2 separate regions of the Sus scrofa genome follow, and region 1 is linked to region 2. A link is a contact called in public HiChIP or PLAC-seq data. All regions are on one chromosome and are shown on one strand. The core of a region is the stretch at or near the end of the contact, and the rest is flanking DNA. Distances in the headings are between cores, read along the strand shown.

The links. HiChIP or PLAC-seq counts read pairs in DNA pulled down with a chosen protein or histone mark.
Region 1: an H3K27ac HiChIP or PLAC-seq map of alveolar macrophages shows a contact between it and region 2. The contact joins the promoter of GIMAP8 here to the promoter of GIMAP5 in region 2. A contact is called at or near these places in 2 of 5 promoter capture datasets (fetal skeletal muscle and liver), 18 of 47 Hi-C or Micro-C datasets (alveolar macrophages, blood, brain and 11 more) and 1 of 2 datasets of contacts at active chromatin or transcription factors (alveolar macrophages).

The regions. Positions count from the first base shown.
Region 1 is chr18:6,492,437-6,497,113 of Sscrofa11.1, reverse strand. GIMAP8 (GTPase IMAP family member 8) reads left to right here and starts at 1,717. Exons shown (of 6, transcript XM_021078920.1): 1 at 1,717-2,323; 2 at 2,823-3,023. The coding sequence starts at 2,956.
Region 2 is chr18:6,361,941-6,366,140 of Sscrofa11.1, reverse strand. It overlaps GIMAP5 (a long non-coding RNA gene), which reads right to left and starts at 2,698. Exons shown (of 6, transcript XR_002340496.1): 1 at 2,210-2,698; 2 at 1,710-1,805; 3 at 138-221.

The DNA.
Region 1 (4,677 bases), core at 468-2,967, 130 kb before region 2:
TAAACACACATGTCCTATCTTTGAAATAAAACAACATATATATTTTTTTCCCAAAATAAGAAATGTCAACGCTGTGAGTAGCACTCCCTTTGATGTGGCAACTCGAACGCTTGCCATAGCAACCCTGAGGGAGTCTTTCTTAGTTTTGTGCTCTTTCTATCTCCTAAATGTATCATGAATTGTTCCTTCTTCCACTCCATTTTCACAGTCACTATTTTAGTTCATGGCCTCATTTCTAGCTTGGACTATGGCAGTAGCCTTTAACTGGTCCCCAGCCTGATCCCCTTTCCCCCACATGCCCAGACTGCTGTCATCACCCTGGATGCTCGTGGCATTTGCCATTGTCCCTCTGCATTTCTATATGCCTCTCAAGACTGCAGGTAGGCTTCAGCTCCCCAGCGTAGCTTCTTCCTCCACTGTGCCTGCTAAGCTCCTCCAGTACCGTCAGAACCTGCCGCAGTAAACAGCTGGTTTCTGGGCTTGTTGATAAGTTTGCTTCCCACTTGGTTGTTTCTCCACTTTGCAGGGTTGACAGGCTTCCTCTTTGCTCACCTGAACCCATCTCTATGGCAGTGCATGTACACTTCCACATCTGTAGGTTTAGTCTCTTTTCCTGTCTTTTCGATTGAGCTCCTTAAGTCAGGGATGTGTCTGGAGTCCTTGGTCCTCTGTGTCTGGTTCTGGGAGTTTCCTCCTTACCTGCAGAACTTGCGCCTTCCTGGCTTATTCCATTTCTGGAAATCCAGCCCCTCTCCTTCCCACCCCCTGTGAGAATCTGGGAAGGAGAGGTGAGGAGGGGTGTTTTACTGGCAGAAACCCTGCAGCCAGCCCCCAGGGGAGTGGTTTTGCTGTCCTTGTCATTACCCACAGAGCCACTAGGGGGCAGGGAAGCCCCATCCTTCCCTAGATCAGGGCCCAACCAGAATCTGTGGCAGTCCCCACAGAGTCAATTCTCCAAAAGCTGATGGATTTTTTTTTTTTTTTTTTTTTTTTTTTACACAAACGGTTGACTCAGCAAATAGTCAACTTGCTAAATCATTTGAAGCTCTGGATTTCCTGAGTGCTCCCCAAAGCTTCACCTATCTTCTAAGAAGGAGCAAGTATTTCTTGAAGCCAGTTTACTATCTCCTCTGTTTTGGGAGAAATGACATCCCACTGGGCCTGTGACCCTGCCCTGAACTGACCTCCACTTCTGAGAGTGACACAAGCGGGGATGGTTGACTGACTGAGTGGCAGGATTTTGTCTGGTTTTTGTTGTGTTGTTTTTTTTCTTTTCTTTTCTTTTTTTCTCTTTTTTTGTCTTTTTTCTTTTCTTTTCTTAGGGTTGCACCCGCAGCATACGGAAGTTCCCAGGCTAGGGGTTGAATGGAAGCTACAGCTGCCAGTCTACACCACAGCCACAGCAATGCTGGATCATGATCCCACTGAGCAAGGCCAGGGACTGAATTCACATCCTCATGTCTAGTCGTTATCGCTGAGCCACATCGGGAACTCACGCTTGTTTCAATGAGTTAATTTTACATGAACTGACCTAGTGCCCTGTAGAGGATGGGGATTCTTCCTGACCCCGGGTCCTCATTACAAAGGGGGTAAGTGGGGCGGGGGATAGGACAACCTTTGTCCCTTTCCCCTCCAAGTCTGGCTGTGTCACCCTAGCCCTTGAAGACCAGCCCATTGGTTGGGGGTGGGGGGACCACACAGGACGGAGCAGCCCCTCAAAGCCCAGGTGGGGGCCCCCACAGCTCCTCCTTCCCCAGGAGGTGGGGGTGGATGTCTCTGGAAGCTCAGCCCCACCTCAGACATTTCAAAGACCCAGCCTGTGGAAGACATAAATAAGCAGAAAAAGCCAGCCTTGAAAGGGCAAACGCGGTCTAAAGTACCTCAAGTCATCAAAATCCTAGAAACAGAGAGTAGCGGATGGTTACCAGGGGCTGGGGAGGAGGACTCTTATTGACGGGGTCCAGCGCTTCAGGCTACGGGATGGAAAATTCTGGAGCTTTTTGCACCATGTGACTCTACCTGCCACTGCTGAGCTGTGCACCTAAAAATGGCTAATATGGCAAATTCAATGTTAAGCGTTGTAACCACTGGAAAATAAAATAAGGTCTTGGTGTTTAACTTCCTCCTGAAACAGAAAGCTTTTAAAGGCTTATGGCTCCCCCAAAGGGTTTCGTTTTATGAACCCTTCGAAAGCATCAAAGTTCAAGTATTTCAAATGCGCAATTGCCCTGGGAAGGAAATCTTTAGCCTGGGAAGCAGCGCTGGTCCGAGGCCCCACGGGGTGACTCCGGAGGGGGATTTCAGCGAGGGCCCCCCCAAGGCGGTGAGGAGCTGTTCGCAGAAGCTCTACAGCTGCTTCTGCTTCGGGCAGTGGGGGCGAGGAGGTAAACAAAGCCCTCCTGTTTTCACTCCCAACTTGGGAAAGGACCGGGCTGAGAGGTGGAGGCGAGGACCCGCAGGAGAAGAAGCACCTGCTGCGGGCGCTCCCCCTCCCGCCGCTGGAGCCTTGAGAGGCCCCAGACTGTTCTCAGAGCAAGAAGCAACCTGCAGGTCCTCTCGTGTGCTCGGCACAGGCACAGAGATCCTTCTCGAGGGACCCTCCCCAGGCTCGGCCAGGGCGCTGCCCGGTCCCCTGAGCCCCAGCGGAGCCTCTGCGCCACCTCTCACCAGCCTTTCTCCGCCGCCCGCCCGCGGGGTAGGTGGGGGCGGTCCCGCCCTGACCCCGACCGCCCTCACCCTGACGTTCTCACCCTGCGATCTTGGCATCAGTTCTCAACTTCCCCCTCCGACTGCAGTGCAAATCTGGTTCTCTTCCTCCTCAGAAACACTCAGGAAGACCCTGACCCGGCGAGGCTGGTCCCGCCCTGCTCTCCTCTCCCCTGCCGTCTCCTCCAGCCTCTTTGCGGCGCCCGTGGGCCTGAGGGGCTCCAGCAGCTGCTGCCGCCCAGCCGAGCGATGGAGAGATGGACGCGGGCGGAACGAAGAGGTCCTGAAATTGGGACGGGCCCGGGAACAGGACCGAGGTACGTGTGTGCGCGGTGGCGGGTTCTGTGCCTACACGCGTGGGCAGGAGGCTGGGAAAGGCAGACACCCAGGGCGCGGAGACAGCCACCTGGAGGGCTTGATTTCAGGGGTGTCCCTCCTTCTCCAGCGCCGGTCTCCCCAGCGGGGGGCTGAGGGGCGGGGACAGAGGTCACATCCCTGGGGAGTTGCACCTGCCTTTCTAGGAAGAAGCGAGTCTGGGAGGGGTTGCCCTCCCCCCCAGGGTTGAGATGAAGGCCCGAAAAAAAAAGGAGGGGGCGGGTCCACTCCCCAGGTATCCCCGGACTCCTGGGCTGTGACACTGGGCGCCCCCCCCCCCCGCCCCCAGCCCAGGGAAGTCAGCGCGGGGGGGGGGGGGCAGTTTCTTATGCTGTACAGTAGGACCTTGTTGTCCATGCATTGCAGATGTAATAGTTTGCGTCCATCAATCCTTAATTCCTAGTCCTTCCCACTCCCCCCACCCTAACCCCAGCAACCAGATGTCTGTTCTCCATGTCTGTGAATCTGTTTCTGTTTTGTAGATAGGTTCATTTGTGCCATATTTTAGATTCCACATATAAGTGATATCATATAGTATTTGTCCGTCTCTTTCTGACTTACTTCACTTAGTATGAAAATCTCTAGTTGCATCCACGTTGCTATGAGTGGCATTGTTTCATTCTTTTTGATGGCTGAGTAGTATTCCATTGTGTATAGGTACCAGGTCATCTTAATCCATTCATCTGTCATGGACATTTGTTTCCCTGTCTTGGCTGTTGTGAATAGCGCTGCAGTGAACATGGGGGTGCATGTCTCTCTTTTTTTTTTTTTTCTTTTTTGGCCACTCCTGAAGCATATGGAAGTTCCTGTACCAGGGATCAAACCCACGCCAGAGCAGTGAACCAAGCCACTGCAGTGACTACGCTGGATCTTTAACCCACTGAGCCACTAGGAAACTCCCACTTTGCTGTCCTAGCTTGATGATGCATATTGACTTTTTTTTTCTTACTTTTTACCTCATCGCCCTGTGATATCAGCTGCCATTCCAGCAGTCACACTGAAATGTCATGCATGAAGAAGAGGGAAGGGTGATGTAAGGAGCTCTCAATTTGAGTCTGTCCCTACCATGGGGAAATCAATAGCATTCTCAGAAGGCCCAAGCAAGCATTCCCTAAATTATCATCAGGGAGAACTGGCTCACAAGGACACCCTTCTTTGGAAGGGAAGCTGGGAGAGCACGTAATTGGTTTTCTTTTGTTGTGGTTACAAATCGCCACAACCTTAGTTACTAAGAATTCACAGACTCTTTTTTTTTTTTTTTTTTTTTTCTGCTTTTTAGGCCCGCACCTGCAGCATATGAAGGTTCCCCGGCTAGGGGTCAAATCAGAGCTGTAGCCACCAGCCTACGCCACAGCAACGCCAGATCCGAGCCTCATCTGTGACCTACACCACAGTTCATGGCAACGCCGGATCCTTAACCCACTGAGCGAGGCCAGGGATCGAACCTGCGTCCTCATGGATACTAGTCAGGTTCATTTACAGCTGAGCCACAATGGGCACTCCCCTCACAGGCTTGTTCTATTTCTGGAGGTCAAAAGTCCTAAAATCAAGGTGTTGGGCAGGGTTGTGATCCTACTGAGGGCTCCATGGAGAATC
Region 2 (4,200 bases), core at 1,449-3,948:
CCCTTCACGGCATCTCCCGACACACTGGGAGGGCTGGCAGGTGCAGAATGTGCCACCTACCCCTTGTGCTGGGAGGGACAGGTTCCCTCTGGCTGTCCCTCAGTCCCCCGGGGAACAGGTAAAGCAACGCTACTCACATGATGGGTTTGGCCAAGCGACTGGTAGCAGGCCATCTCCTCCAAGAATGAGAAGCTGAAACTGCTGCTCCCTCTGAGTCCAGCCTGAGTAGAAAGAGAAGTGAAAAGGGGGCCCCTTCTCTGAACCATCTTTCTCAATTATTTTTTGAGGCTTTCCTTCCTCTCCAATCCAAAGCGCCCCAGTGCCGGCCAGAAGGTGGCCACCATGTCCCAGCTGCCCCCCCGCCCCCCCACCACACCCCACTCTGTCCCCTGCAGACCCCTGGGCCCGGTTGCCCCATCAGTCCCCTCCTGATGCCACCATCATCATGCTTCCTCCTGGCCAACCACCCAGCTCCCTCTTGTCAGAGCCATCTCATTAACATTCCTTTAAAATGTTATCAGAGACCAGGCTTGGCCAGGCGCGCCTCTCCCTGCACGTGGAGGCTGGCTGGACCAGTTTAGAGAGCAGCTCCTGCTGAAGGCTGGAAAGGAAGGTGATTCCTTCTCCCATCCTCGGGCAGCCCCACATCCCACACCATCTCCACCGGGCAGGGCCGGGAGGAGCAGGTGGGGACAGAAGAGGTAGAGGCACCCTTGGGAACATGGGAAAGGCGGCTAAAACGCATCTGAAGTGGGCTACAACCTGGGCAGGTTAGCTTGCTCTCATTTGCCAGAAGGATTCCTGACAGCCTCCCCCACTTTCCCAACTGGAGTGTGATGGAGTGGCTGGCAGGCCCACGCATTGTCACCAACAAGGTGCCGCCATGAGACCCTGTCACTGTCAAGAGGGGCGGGGCAGGATAATCCTCTAGGAATCACAGCCGTGTAACTCCATTCTGGTGAATGGGGGGGAAGGGGGGTAAAATCTTTTTTAAAATAATAAATTGTATTTCTCAGAAATAAAGCAAATGGAGTTCCCTGGTGGACCTAAAGGTTAAGGGCCTGGTGTCATCACTGCTGTGGCTCAGGTCACTGGCCCAGGAATTTCTGCATGCTGTGGGCGTGGCCAAAAAAAATAGGAAAGCAAATGTTTTGCCTGACTAGATCATCATGCGTCCTGTTCCTGAAATCTTTCTGCTCTCTTTAAAATTGCAACTTTCCCTGGAGTCATGAATGCAACAGACCTCCCGTCAAATTCAAATCACCAGGCCAACTTTTCAGCCGGCTCCACAAAGGGCATCGGATGGCTTCTGGGAGCAGATCGAGGGAGGAGGGTCAGGTCATCTTCTCTTGCCCCGAGACGTGTCAAAAACTCAATACTTACACCCAGACGCGGTGCAACAGCCACTGGCTGTATATGTGCAAAACTTTTGCACAAACACGAGAAATAAACAAGCCAGTCAGCACCAAAGGGCTGCTGTCTGAGCTCATTCTGTTCAAAAGTTTAGGTTCTAAAAAAGACAATATCAGCAATATTTTCTGCTTGCACTTATTCGGGGCTTTAGGCTCTAGAACTCCTGACCTTAATTATTTAGGAACAGTGACACTGAGGCTTAGAAAAATCATGTGCAAACTGACGCAGATTATTACCGAGGGAGCTGGGGTGAGTGGGAGAGGGGCGGCGGGGAGAGAGGAGCCAAGCCCTGTTACCTGGTCGGTCCTGGAAAAGTCTTGCAAGTCCCACGCGCAGTCTTGAAACTATCCTCCCTCCGCTCCTTGGCAGCCTCTCTCATTGGCTTCTAGTCTCTTCAAACAAACACAAGAGCAGTGAGAAGTGAAAAAAAAAGCGGGCCACACATGCTACCCACGAGAGAGAGAGAGGGACTGCGTTCTCCCGGGGCCGCAAAAGACCAGCGTGTGCTGTTCTTGCCAAGACAGCCTCAGAATGAGTCAAAAGCCCTCAGAGGGTGCCATCAGAGGAAGAGGAGTATTTTTTGGTTTTGGTCTGATTTCTTTTTAATAACAGCTCCATTTCCTTCTCCCCACCACAGCTCTGTAAAGCTTTTGTGCCATTTCCCTGTCTGAATCAGTCGGGAGACCCAGAGAAGCTGGTGAACATCAGGGGCACAGGTGCATCCCAAAGCAGGCATCCTCAGCCTTTCACTGGCCCCACCTGGACCAACACGCATCTCGCCCGGCCCACCGTTTACCTCTTCTGCACAAAGACAGCTTCGTGTATGTAATTCTAGAGACCTGCAGCCAAAGCTGAACTCAGGGCGGGCATCTTGCATGAGACTTTGTACGGCTCTGGCCGCCTCTTATTTCTCTGTCCATTGGCCTGTCCTCAGGTCGCCCTTGCTTGGACGTGAGGGGAAAATAAAGTTGGGTAGGTTTCTGCACCTAGGTGAACTTGCACGGCCGCAGAACCCAAGGACACATCCGCCCCTACCCAGGGTGCGATGTGGGCAAAATGCTGAGCACTTGCAGGAAGGGTGTGCTCTGGTTTCCTCCTACCGCCCTAGTTAACCTCATCCTTGCAAAGGCCCTGCTGGGGGCCCTGGGTCGTGGGGGCTGAGCGCCCCTCTGGAGCCATGCTGAGGGTCAAGGGGGCAGAGCTTGAGCCACTACTTGCATCTTTGGGTTCAGATGAACTCTAGAAAAGCAACTCTAAGTAGGAAATGGAAACGCAGGTAACTCTTGATTCTTGCTTGGTTTGGAGGGGAGAGCGTTTATACTGCAGAAAACAGCCACACTTCACATCGCAATGAAAGCCGCTCTTGACTTACCAAAATATTCTCCCCTATTAATACTGTAATTTTCACACTTCAAATAATAATACTTTTTACACTGATTGAACTGGATAAATGCCCTCCTGCTGTAGAGGACAGAAAGGCATACTTTTTTTTTCTTTTTTTTGTCTTTTTGCCTTTTCTAGGGCCACTCCCACAGCATATGGAGGTTCCCAGGCTAGGGGTCTAATCGGAGCTGTAGCTACCGGCCTACGCCACAGCCACAGCAACACCAGATCTGAGCCACTTCTGCAACCTACACCATAGCTCACGGCAAGCCAGATCCTTAGCCCACTGAGCAAGGCCAGGGATCAAACCCGCAACCTCATGGTTCCTAATGGGATTCGTTAACCACTAAGCCACGAGGGGAATTCCCAGAAAGGCATACTTTTAACATACAGAAGATATTGTTTTTTCTCTGCCAGCTAGAAATGCCTCTAAGGTTGCATTTTTGCGGCTGGGGTGGGGGGACGGTTAAATATCGACTCCTTCAAAATAAAAATAATTATCTTTGCCAGATATTTATCCACCCTAAAATCATGAATAGCTTCATGCCTGAAGCCAATTTATCCAGTCATCTCAGTACATATTTTGTAAATATTGGATACACAAGAAAGGGACATTGCTCAAAGGTAGCAAAACATTCATGGTTAAGGTAAACCATTGAGTCATCCACCTCACCAGCCTGGCAAGGCTACTACTCACGTGCCCACAACATAGAGCTATGCATGTTGATCAGCTACTTTCTGCGCATTAGGAAAAACGCGAATTAATCACTGAAGAAAAGCTTTAGGCATTTCCTTAACCACTACATAGGCTGAAATGGGATAACCTTCTACTGGGAACAGTTATACCCTTTTTCCTCTAAACAGCCTGTACATATACTAAGCTGATTATTCTGTTAAATTAGGTGCATCTTTTTTTTCTTTCTGGGGCTGCACCTGCAGCATATGGAAGTTCCCAGGCTAGGGGTCCAGTCAGAGCTGCAGCTGCCGGCCTACACCACAGCCGCAGCAATGCCAGATCTGAGCTGGCTCTGTGACCCACACCATGGCTGATGGCAACTCCAGATGCTTAACCCAGTGAGCGAGGCCAGGGACCGAACCTGCCTCCTCATGGACACTATGTCCAGTTCTTAACCCACTGAGCCACAAGGGGAACTCCTGCATTTTTCTTATTAATTCAAAAAGGGCCTGTATTTATGACTCAAGAAAGCAAAACATTACCTCCTCAGCACAACACCAGTTAACACTTCTTTTCTGCCCCTTTCCATGTTTAGAGTTTAGTGGCTATTCAGGATTCCTCTTTTCCCTTCACAGCTAACTTGTGGAATTCCAGGGATGGCTCTTCAAACCACAGGTACTTCTAATTGCTGATGAAAGAAATGCCCAAAATAAAGAAGGAGGGAAATT